Linked DNA regions of Astyanax mexicanus: region 1 is linked to region 2. A link is a contact called in public Hi-C data. All regions are on one chromosome and are shown on one strand. Each heading gives the region's core, a stretch centred on a gene start, on an enhancer-like site or on the middle of the called end of the contact. The rest is flanking DNA. Distances are from core to core; before and after follow the strand shown. Region 1 holds the start of bhlhe40 (basic helix-loop-helix family, member e40). Region 2 overlaps itpr1b (inositol 1,4,5-trisphosphate receptor, type 1b).

Region 1 (4,758 bases), core at 37-2,536, 93 kb before region 2:
ACACTCACTCCAATCCACTCCCACAGAGCTATACTTACAGTGAGTTTAAGGTGTTCAGGGAGCAAATCCTTCAGCTGAGCGATGCACTCGTTTATTCTGTCACGTCTCTTCTTTTCAATCAAGCGATGTGGCAGCTTGTACGTATCCTGTGGTGAACAAACAAGAGCATGTTCATTTTATAATGTTTAAATTAAAACTAGAATTAAAAGTTTACTAAACTACTATTCAAAACTTTAAAACATTTAAAAAACGATAAGCTCTAGCTGTGCAGCTTGCATGCGTGGGGCATGGACAGATAGATAAATAAATAAATAATCAATCAATTCATTCATTCATTAAATGCATATACAGGAACTTTTTTCTACAAGTGTAATGTTGTGAGCTGCACAAATGTATTAATATTTTATTTTGTTTAATTCCTTCAATTATAAATATTTCTGTATGTTTTAATGAATATTATTAACTAAATTAATAGCAGTGTACAATGTGTATAATATATATATATATATATATATATATATATATTCACCCATATATTTGATTGTTTTTTAAGTATTTACCTTGCTGTCGTCTCCTCGTTTCATGCCTCTCCGAGGTTTGTACACATACATTGGGAAATCCATTCTGAATAAGATTTGGAAAAGGGGAGAAATAATGAGAAAATAATAAAGAAAAAGTTAGTAAAATGACATTAAGTTGTATTTTTAGAAATATATGTTATAAGACTTGTTTTTCCCTATTTTAAAACAGATTAAAATGATTTAAGTTGCCTAGAAAGCCTGTGAGTCCAAATCCGTCCCGGGATTTCGCTCCAAGCTGCAGCAGAGCCGCCCAGGCAGTTGGAGCGAAATCCAGGGGCGAATTCCTACTCAGAGGACCTGAAATTGCCCCATTTCCAGCTACTTACCCCGGCATATCTGAAATATCCATAGAGGGGTGTTTGGTCATACACGGTGGAGGCTGTGCGCTTGTAATCCTTTCCATTTCGTCTCGTTTACGCGTAAAATAACGCAGGAAAAAACGATTTCTAACGAAAATGAAGCCGAAACAGCTTTTAAATGCTCATAAATTGCCAAAAACGAACTTGTTCTCAAAGAAATCCGCAGGGAAAGTGCATAACGTCCTTGCGTAAAGGTGGTTTGTCGTCAACTCAGACAGTTTTGAAGCTCCTCTCCTGTTAAATGTTTGTGTGAGAGTGTGTATGAAGGAGGAGTGTGTGTGTTGTATCTAGAGCTATATGTGTGTGGGAGGGTGAACTGGACTAGCTACGTGTTAAATAAAAAACCCTGTGACTACAGACACGTCTCTCTCTCTCTCTCTCTCTCTCTCTCTCTCTCTCTCTCTCTATCCCTCCCTCCCTCTCTCTCTCTCTCTCTCTCTCTCTAAACTGACCTACCTCCGTCACATGAGCCTCACGTGTTGGACGGCGCTGTTCCCCCCGCCAGTTCTCAGGACACTTCTTTTGTTATTCCCACCCGTTTTTCGGCACGCCCCGCCCCTAGCTTCTCCCGATTGGCCAGCGTAATCCCATTCAGTCCGTTCAGCCCGCCAATCGCAGATCAGCAGCGCGGAGAGGCACGGGTGGGCGGGGCTAAAGGATAGAGAAAAAAAGAAAACGTTCCAGAAGGTCCCCAGCCTGTGTCGCGTGTACCACCACGCGCTCTCTCGCTCGCTCGCTATCGCGCGCTCGCTCGCTCTCACACAGCGAGTCAAGCGCGCGCGAGCGCCGCTTACTACACAACAACAAGAACACGCACAAGAACACGCGCAGCGATTATTTCGTGTTTTTTTTGTATTTTGTTTTGCTACTTTAATCATGAACAGCAGAAAATAGATAGATGGAGACAGACAGACAAACGGAAGAATAAAAATAATAATAACAATTATAATATGCATATTTAGCATGATTTACAGCAAATAGTGGCTTACTTAGATAGACAGACACAGTTGGATTACAGATAAATACATAGACTGTTAGATAGACAGATTTTTTGTTTTTTTAATAATAAAAAATGTGTTTTTAGTTTATTATAATAGCAACAATAACAATAATATGCTTAGCATGATTTGCAGCATTATTTACAGCATATAGTGGTTACTTGGATAAACACAGTTTGATTATAGATAGATCGATAGATAGACAGACATAAATATTGTTATAATAAAATGTTTTAGTTAATAATAACTAACATTTAATAAAATGCTTAGAAGGATTTGCAGTATTATTTACAGCATGTAGTAACGTATGCAGACAGACTGACAGACAGTTGGATATAGATGGATGGATAGAAGTACAGACAGACGATTGGATGTCTCTCTCGCGCATGAGTCCACACGTGCTACTTACTACATAACAAGAACACAAACACGGATTATTTGGGGGGGTTGGGGGGGTTAATAAAAATGTGTTTTAGTTGGATTGTTTTTTAAATGATAGACAGACATGCAAAGTAATAATTCAATTGGTTCTTTTTTCATATTGCTTTACATCATTAGATACAGAACATAGCATATACTGGTTTATAACATGTTTAGCTTTAGATTAAATGGACATTTTTCTCATCTGAACCAGGATGCATTGATTTGGGCTGTGCATGAAAACTGATCCCCTGTCAGTGTCATGTAAAATGGGTGTTTAGGACTTAGTCAGTTTGAGGAGCAGCCCAGGGGTCAGATCAGTGTACCACGAGAGAAGGTGTAATAAGATGAAACCAGAGGTCAGACCACAAATTCTTTAAAACACACCACTCTCTAGCACTCTGTACACTCCTATTCTATTCTATTCTGTTCTATTCTATTGGCAGTAGTTCTCTATAAGAGCTAGACCAATTGTGTGCATTTGCACCGCTGTGTCAGCAATAGGTGCAACTTAAAATATGTTAATGCATTTATCAGAAGGGTTGTCAATTTGGAGTAGATAGACAGACGACAGACTTCCACAGACACTAAACAAGCTTTGTGTGTGCATTTGCACATCTGTGTCAGCAATGGATTAAGTGTAAGATTATCGATAGATATCAGAGCTCGCGCTGTGTGATTTAATAGGTGATCAGACTGGTGATTCATGCTGATGAGCGCAGGACCGAGGCTCGTGCAGGCTGTTGTTGTTGTCCAGGTCCAGCTCGTGCACTCACCGTATCACCGACACCGCTCTCGGGCACGTGCGGCACCACACTCTCTTTTCTGTGCCGCGCGCGCGCTCTCCCGCTCCGGTCACGTTGATCTGCTCATGGCGCGGACTGAAATCCCGCCGCTGACGTCACACAGCCAGAGCGCGCGCCCTTTTACTTATATCATTATTTATTATTAACCGGGTGGCGGCGGGACACGCGCGCGCCTGATCGAGTTTTTTTTGCGGGGGGGGTAAACAGCGGTCACGTGATGTTTATTTTCTGGGTGAAGCAAATTTATCAGCTTCTGATTGAAATGCCCGATTACATCTCACACACACACACACACACAAACACAGACACACACTCTCTCTCTCTTTCTCTCTGTTTACCTTTCTGTAAGATTAATGATTTAAAGTACAGCTTTTATTAAGTAAAGCTTTATTGTGAATGTAATAACAATAATATTATTTAAGAATCACAACAATTATTACAACAAAACAAATCAATTATTACAAAATAAGAGACATCAGTAGTTAATAAAATACCAATAATTAAAAATGATTATATTGATCCTCTTTATTTCTCTATATCTTTCTCCCTGTTTACCTTCTTTTTCTGTTTATCCTCTCTCTCTCTCTCTCTGTTAACCTCTCTCTACCAATTGACCTCTTCCTACCAATTTACCTCTCTCTTTCTCTCTCTCCCCCTCTCTCCCTCTCTCCCTCAGTTAACCTCTCTCCCTGTCTCTCGCTCTCAATTCAATTTTTAATATAATGTAGCTTTATTAGCATGACTATGAGTTAGTGTTGCCAAAGCATTATAACAATTAACAACATTGGTATGAACATACACAACAGACATAAAAATATTTATAACAAAATGAATCATGATTATGATAATTTCATTATTAATCAAGAATTATGATTATATAATAATCACTCTATCTATCTATCTATCTATCTATCTATCTATCTATCTATCTATCTATCTATCTATCTATCTATCTGTTAATCTTTTTCTCTCAATTTACCCCTTTATCTTGTGGGCTTCTGTGGTGGGCTTCTTAGTGACGTCATCACAGAGGGAGGGGCTGACTGGTCTGTAAACTCTTAAACCCGGCTGAGTGCAGTAATACAGTAATCTGAAAACAGGACATGATCTGAACCTTCCAGAGAAATAACCTTTACATTAACGCTTCTAAATGTTACATTAGCAAAACCTTGTATCTCATAACTTCAGTGTCTCAGAAGAACAATAACAACAGCCTTTTTATACTATATAACTGAACTGTGACATAATAGAAGGGTTTTTATTTTCCAATCTCATTCTAATGTCAGGTTATTATTAAATGAATGCCCTGTTTTAAATGCTTTCTCTCATTTTTATTTATTGTATTATAATGTTTGCTTCCAACCCACGTTTTCATCTCTCAATTGTCTTTATTAGATTAGTTTGTGATGATGTAAAAGTTTTATACAATGCCTTTTTTGTCTCATTCTCTGTCGATGATATTAACAGTCCAGGTTTTTTGCAAAAATTCTCCCATTCCTTGGATATAAATGGTTTTAACCCTTTCAGGCCTGAATTTTGTGCCATAATAATGCTGTTTTCTATCTGTAATGTACACAAAGGAAGACTTATTGTT
Region 2 (5,041 bases), core at 1,816-4,315:
ATGTAAATGAAGCACTTTATGATTAAATGAATATATGGTATTTCCATTAAAGTGGACCGTAAACATATACATACACAAAGCCCTTTAATAAAGGGGTTATAAATAGTCTATGAGGAAGTTTAATAATGGTTAATAATTAGGTTGTAAATACTTTATAAACCATTCATAAAGTAAGTAGTTACAACACATAAAATGTATACTACTCATTGTTTTCTCCATTAGTTAGCATTACCATATTATCATATCTAATAAAATAATATATATATATATATATATATATATATATATATATATATATATATATATATATATTATTATTATTTTTTTTTTTTTTTTTAATGATTATTTGATTGGATGAATGTATAGTATTTCCAGTAAAGTGGACCGTGAACATATACATATACAAAGCTCCTTTATAAAGGGGTTATAAACAGTCTATGAGGAAGTCTAATAATGGTTAATAATTAGGTTGCAAATACTTTATAAACCATTAACTAAGTAAGTAGTTACAACAAATAAAACGTATCATACTCATTGTTTTCTCTATTAGTCAGCATTCACATAATATCATATCTAATAAAATAATATATAAAATTATAAATAGTCTATGAGGAAGTTTAATAATGGTTAATAATTAGGTTGTAAATTCTTTATAAACCATTAAAGTAAGTAAGTAGTTACAACACATAAAACATATTCTACTCTTTGTTTTCCCCATTAGTCAGAATTAACATAATATCATATTTAATAAAATAATATAGAATTTTTTTTTTTATGATTCTTTATGATTGGACAAATGTATAGAGTCGAGAAAATAGGAGAGATAGACAGAAATAGAGGGAGAGAAAGAAAGAGAGAGAGAGAGAGAGAGAAACGGGAGCTCAGATTAGATGGTTACGTGGTGTTTTTTTGTTTCTTTTTTTTCCTCCTCTGGTATATCCTGTCCTACTTTCCTCCTTTTCGATGCCCCCTTCAACAAATCCCTCCTTACATAACCACTATAATCAGCTGAGTAGCTGAGGGGACAGAGTGCATTGAAAAAGAGAAAGAGAGAGAAAGAGAGAGAGAGAAAGACAGAAAGAAAGAAAGAGAGAGAGAGAGAAACGAGAGAGCAAGTCTCTGGCGCACTCGCCGCTCTGGGCCAGGAAAAAGGAGGGAAAAAAGGCGTAGGAAAATCCTGCCCTACTTTCGCGAGCCAAACAGGCACGAAACGAGTGCGTGGTGTGTCAGAGCAGGGAGGGGAGGGTGAGAGGTGGGAGGCAGAGTTATCGCCCGGATTCTAGGGCAGTTTTGAAAGCCTGTTACATAACCAGCCTTCTTTTCAGGTTAAACTCACTCACACTCTCTCTCTCTCTCCGGGCTCTGGAGAATCCAGCACAGACGTACACTGCGGTGGAGAATGCGGGCTGAAGGGACGGGTTTAAAGAAAAAAAAAAAAGACACAGGCTGTTCCAAATCATTCCCGATCTCGATCCAACGCGCCATAAAACGAACACTAGTCTCTGTGACCGTCTGACCGTGACCGCATTTCGCTTTCCAAGGAAAGAAAACTCAATATCGGTCTCTTACAGGGAACCGGGTGAATAAGCCTTTAGAGAAAAAGGAGCATCAATGAAGTTAATTCAGCGAGGCATACAGTCAGAGATCAGAGATCGCTCAATCAGATTAGACTCTGCGCCGCGGATCAACAGACATTGCATAAGACACCACCAGTTAATAATGTTATTGAGTTCAATCCCGGCGAACTCGTGACCATCTCTGTGAGTAAACAACAACAACCACCCTCCATGACCAGCCATAGAGATGGAGTCAACTCCTCAGCGCCTGACCAGCAGATCAGCACAGCAGATCACGTCACAATGACCAAAAAAAAAAAAAAAAAACAACAGTTCAAAACAAGTACAAAATTACAAATGATTCAGTATTATTATCCATGAGTCACGCCAAGCTAATAATGCTAATAAAGCTAAAAAAAAAAGCCAGTTGAATAATAAAATAAATAAGCAGAGCTGAGACTATTATATATCAATGTCAACACTTATTGCCCAAGATCTGTGTTGTGTTCATTTCCAGATTCCTTACAGTCGTGTGGAAAACAAGCAGCTCAAAGGTCATGTTTTGTTGATTTAAATGAACAAATCATTTACTGAAGCTTACATATACACTGCCTGACCAAAATGCGGCACTGTGCATTCACTGTAGCATTGTTTCTATAAGCTTCTGCAATGCCATAATTTGGACCAATTTTTCATCAAGATCTTTGATGAAGCAGCATTGATGATGGTAGAGTCTGACCGCTTCACAAAGCAGCGCTTCTCCATCCAGCACATCCCAAAGATTCTTAATGAGGTTAAGATCTGGACTCTGGATTTTTAGCCGACACTCTAGGATTCTTCCTCACCTCATTGATCATTCTGCGCTGTGCTCTTGCAGTCATCTTTACAGGACTTTACCACGCCTATGGAGAGTAGATCGAGTAACAGTGCTGAACTTTCTCCATTTGTAGACTGTCTGTCTTACAGTGGGCACATGAATATCAAGGCTTATAGATATACTTTTGTAACCCTCTTTAGCTTCATGCAAATCAACAGCAAACTCAAAACTAAAGTGTGTGTGTTATTATTTTTTTTTTTTATCCATTCTCATCACATCCTGGCTCCAATTAGCTCTTAGAAAAGTCGTTAGCCTGGGGGTTCACATACTTTTTCTTGCAACTGTGTGTATGAAAGGTGCTATACTTAAAAAAAATTTAGTCCTCCTATAGGTATCGAATAGTAGCTTGTTGCTCTGTCGTCTGGAAGCTTAAAGGCAGGGCCAGGAAGCTTGATTTTTTTTATTTCTTTATCTTTAACATGTTCAGACCCATGGTCAGATCTTGATCTGTGAGCGTCTCATCCTTCCTGGGTGAAAGGGACACGGCTGTACGTACACTCTGCTCTCAATTAGTTAAAAAAAAGATCACAACAGCTAGCTGCTCACAGGATATGAACGTGTGTGTGCTGTGTTTATTAACAGCATCCAGTACTCAGACATGTACCTACTGAAAGTCTGCCCAGTGAGTGAAGGGTCACAGAGAGGCTCTGCAGATCACCTTAACAAGGGCTGCAAATGCTCTTAGCACGTATGACGCATATCGAGCCTACAACACCTTTTCAAGCAACCGGCACGTCTTTAAAATAAAACTGCAGGTCTTGCAGGTTTTCATGAACTCCAGGAAACGATTTAGCTTATTTCCCAAAATCCCCTGCTTATCTCCACCTGTCTGTAGAGTTGTCAATCCTTTGTACATGTGTCTAATCCTTTGGACTATCCCACTATCCTTCAATATGCTGTAAGAAAATATTTGTATTTGATTTTCTATCATTCTATTAATTTCTGATGTTTTAGGTTTTCATAATTGGTATTGATATATTTAGGCAGGTATTATAACCCCTGCCCCTCCCATCAAAATCCCACTTATTCTGAACTGACTTCAAAACTTCAAAGCCCTACCTTTTTATAGGAAACCTAGTTTTGCATGCGTACTTGCTAACTGCTAACAATAAATGAAAAAATAAAAGCCAGAGAAGAACAGGACTACTGTTATGCTAAGAAAGTGTACTTCAAACATTCACTGCTGGCCATATCAGCAGTTCTGAGAAAAGTGTTTCAGACATGGAGCGTGAAATTCTGTGTTAAATGGGCTATTTTTCATAGAAAAGCTAATTTTGCTCATTTGTTTACATTATAAGCCACAGCAACAATTCTGAATAGAGTTTTCAAATTTTCAGCAGGAGATGTATATATGTTTCATTACTACAAACAAACACATTTCTATTAATGTATTAACCCTTTCAGACCTGAATTATCTTCAGTGATAGAAAGATAATGTAAGAATGTTTTTGTCTGTAATGCACAGAACAGATGACTCTGTTATTCTACAATATAATCTAAATAGACAATAAATTTAATTAACTAAAATATTTAATTGTTTTTCCCCCAATGCATTGAAAGCCTGAGTGTAGTATTTCTATATTTTATATTGACCTTTTTATTTCATAAACCATCGCTATACAGTAAGAAAAAAAGCATGATTAAAAGGTGTTTTCAATCACCTAATTAAATCAGTAAAAATAGCCTTAACATTGCCTTAATGGCTCTAGTACTGCAGGTTTCCCAGTGATTTCCCAGGGGGCGTGGCCAAGCTACTGCTTTATTGGTTAAAAACTTGTTCACTGGCTGGTTCATGGTTTATCCTGATGGACAACAGCCCTCAATTAGGGTTTTGTGCAACACATTTTAAAAATATTTAAAAATAAAGAAATACATGATGTCCCGGTCTAAAGCGTTGCCACTAAGAGCGGGAGGTCGCCGGTTCGACAATACTGCATCAGCAGCTCAAAAAGAAGCGGTGTCTGACTTCACATGTATCGGAGGAAGCATGTGTTAGTCTTCACCCTCCTGGTGTGTTGGGGCATTACTAGTGATAGGGGGGGTCTTAATGTGTGGGTTGGGTAATTGGCCGTGTAACTTGGGGAGAAAATGGATAAAATTAGAAACAAAATATAAAAAATATATATATATATATGATTGAAGGTTTAATGGATCTTTAACAATGAATGAAATCCAGAAGACAGCAGATCTATTGTTATGGTAACAAGTTCATAATATTCATAATAAGGCAATTTTTTCTACTAATATTTGCTAATTACTTACTATAAATGAAAGCCAGAGAAGAGCATGACTATCATTATGCTAACATGTTCTCGCTAACTAGTTCCAATATTGATTATTAGTCAAAACGGCAATTTGGAGTGAACGACTCCAGGTGTGGAGCAGCTGGACCAGCATTGATAGATGGGTGTGGTGGTTGTTATCCTTAAACAAGTGCCTGCATATACAGGGAATCGGGTCAGGCAGTCAGTCACAGTCTCCTCTAGCTCTCTCTGTATCTCTCCACTGTCTCTGTCTATCTCTCTCTGATGCGCTTACCCCACCCTGACTATCTCACAGTCTCTCTCTCTCTCTCTCTCTCTCTCTCATCCTGGCTCCTGGCATCAAC

What was found. Hi-C and Micro-C count contacts between places; a contact is called where the count stands out from the background.
Region 1: a contact with region 2 is called in a Hi-C map of muscle, with 9 times the contacts expected there. The contact joins the promoter of bhlhe40 here to the enhancer-like site in region 2. A contact is called at or near these places in 2 of 3 Hi-C or Micro-C datasets (both in muscle).

What each region holds. Positions count from the first base shown.
Region 1 is chr24:29,014,793-29,019,550 of AstMex3_surface, reverse strand. bhlhe40 (basic helix-loop-helix family, member e40) reads right to left here and starts at 1,286. Exons shown (of 5, transcript XM_007254553.4): 1 at 908-1,286; 2 at 561-624; 3 at 39-146. The coding sequence starts at 984. The region is part of intron 2 of LOC111195404 (a long non-coding RNA gene); the gene reads left to right.
Region 2 is chr24:28,923,090-28,928,130 of AstMex3_surface, reverse strand. The region is part of intron 41 of itpr1b (inositol 1,4,5-trisphosphate receptor, type 1b); the gene reads right to left. Among protein-coding and RNA genes, the nearest start is that of bhlhe40, 93 kb to the left of the region's middle. Within about 2 kb of position 3,065, the one cell type or tissue checked has an H3K27ac peak away from gene starts, as active enhancers do.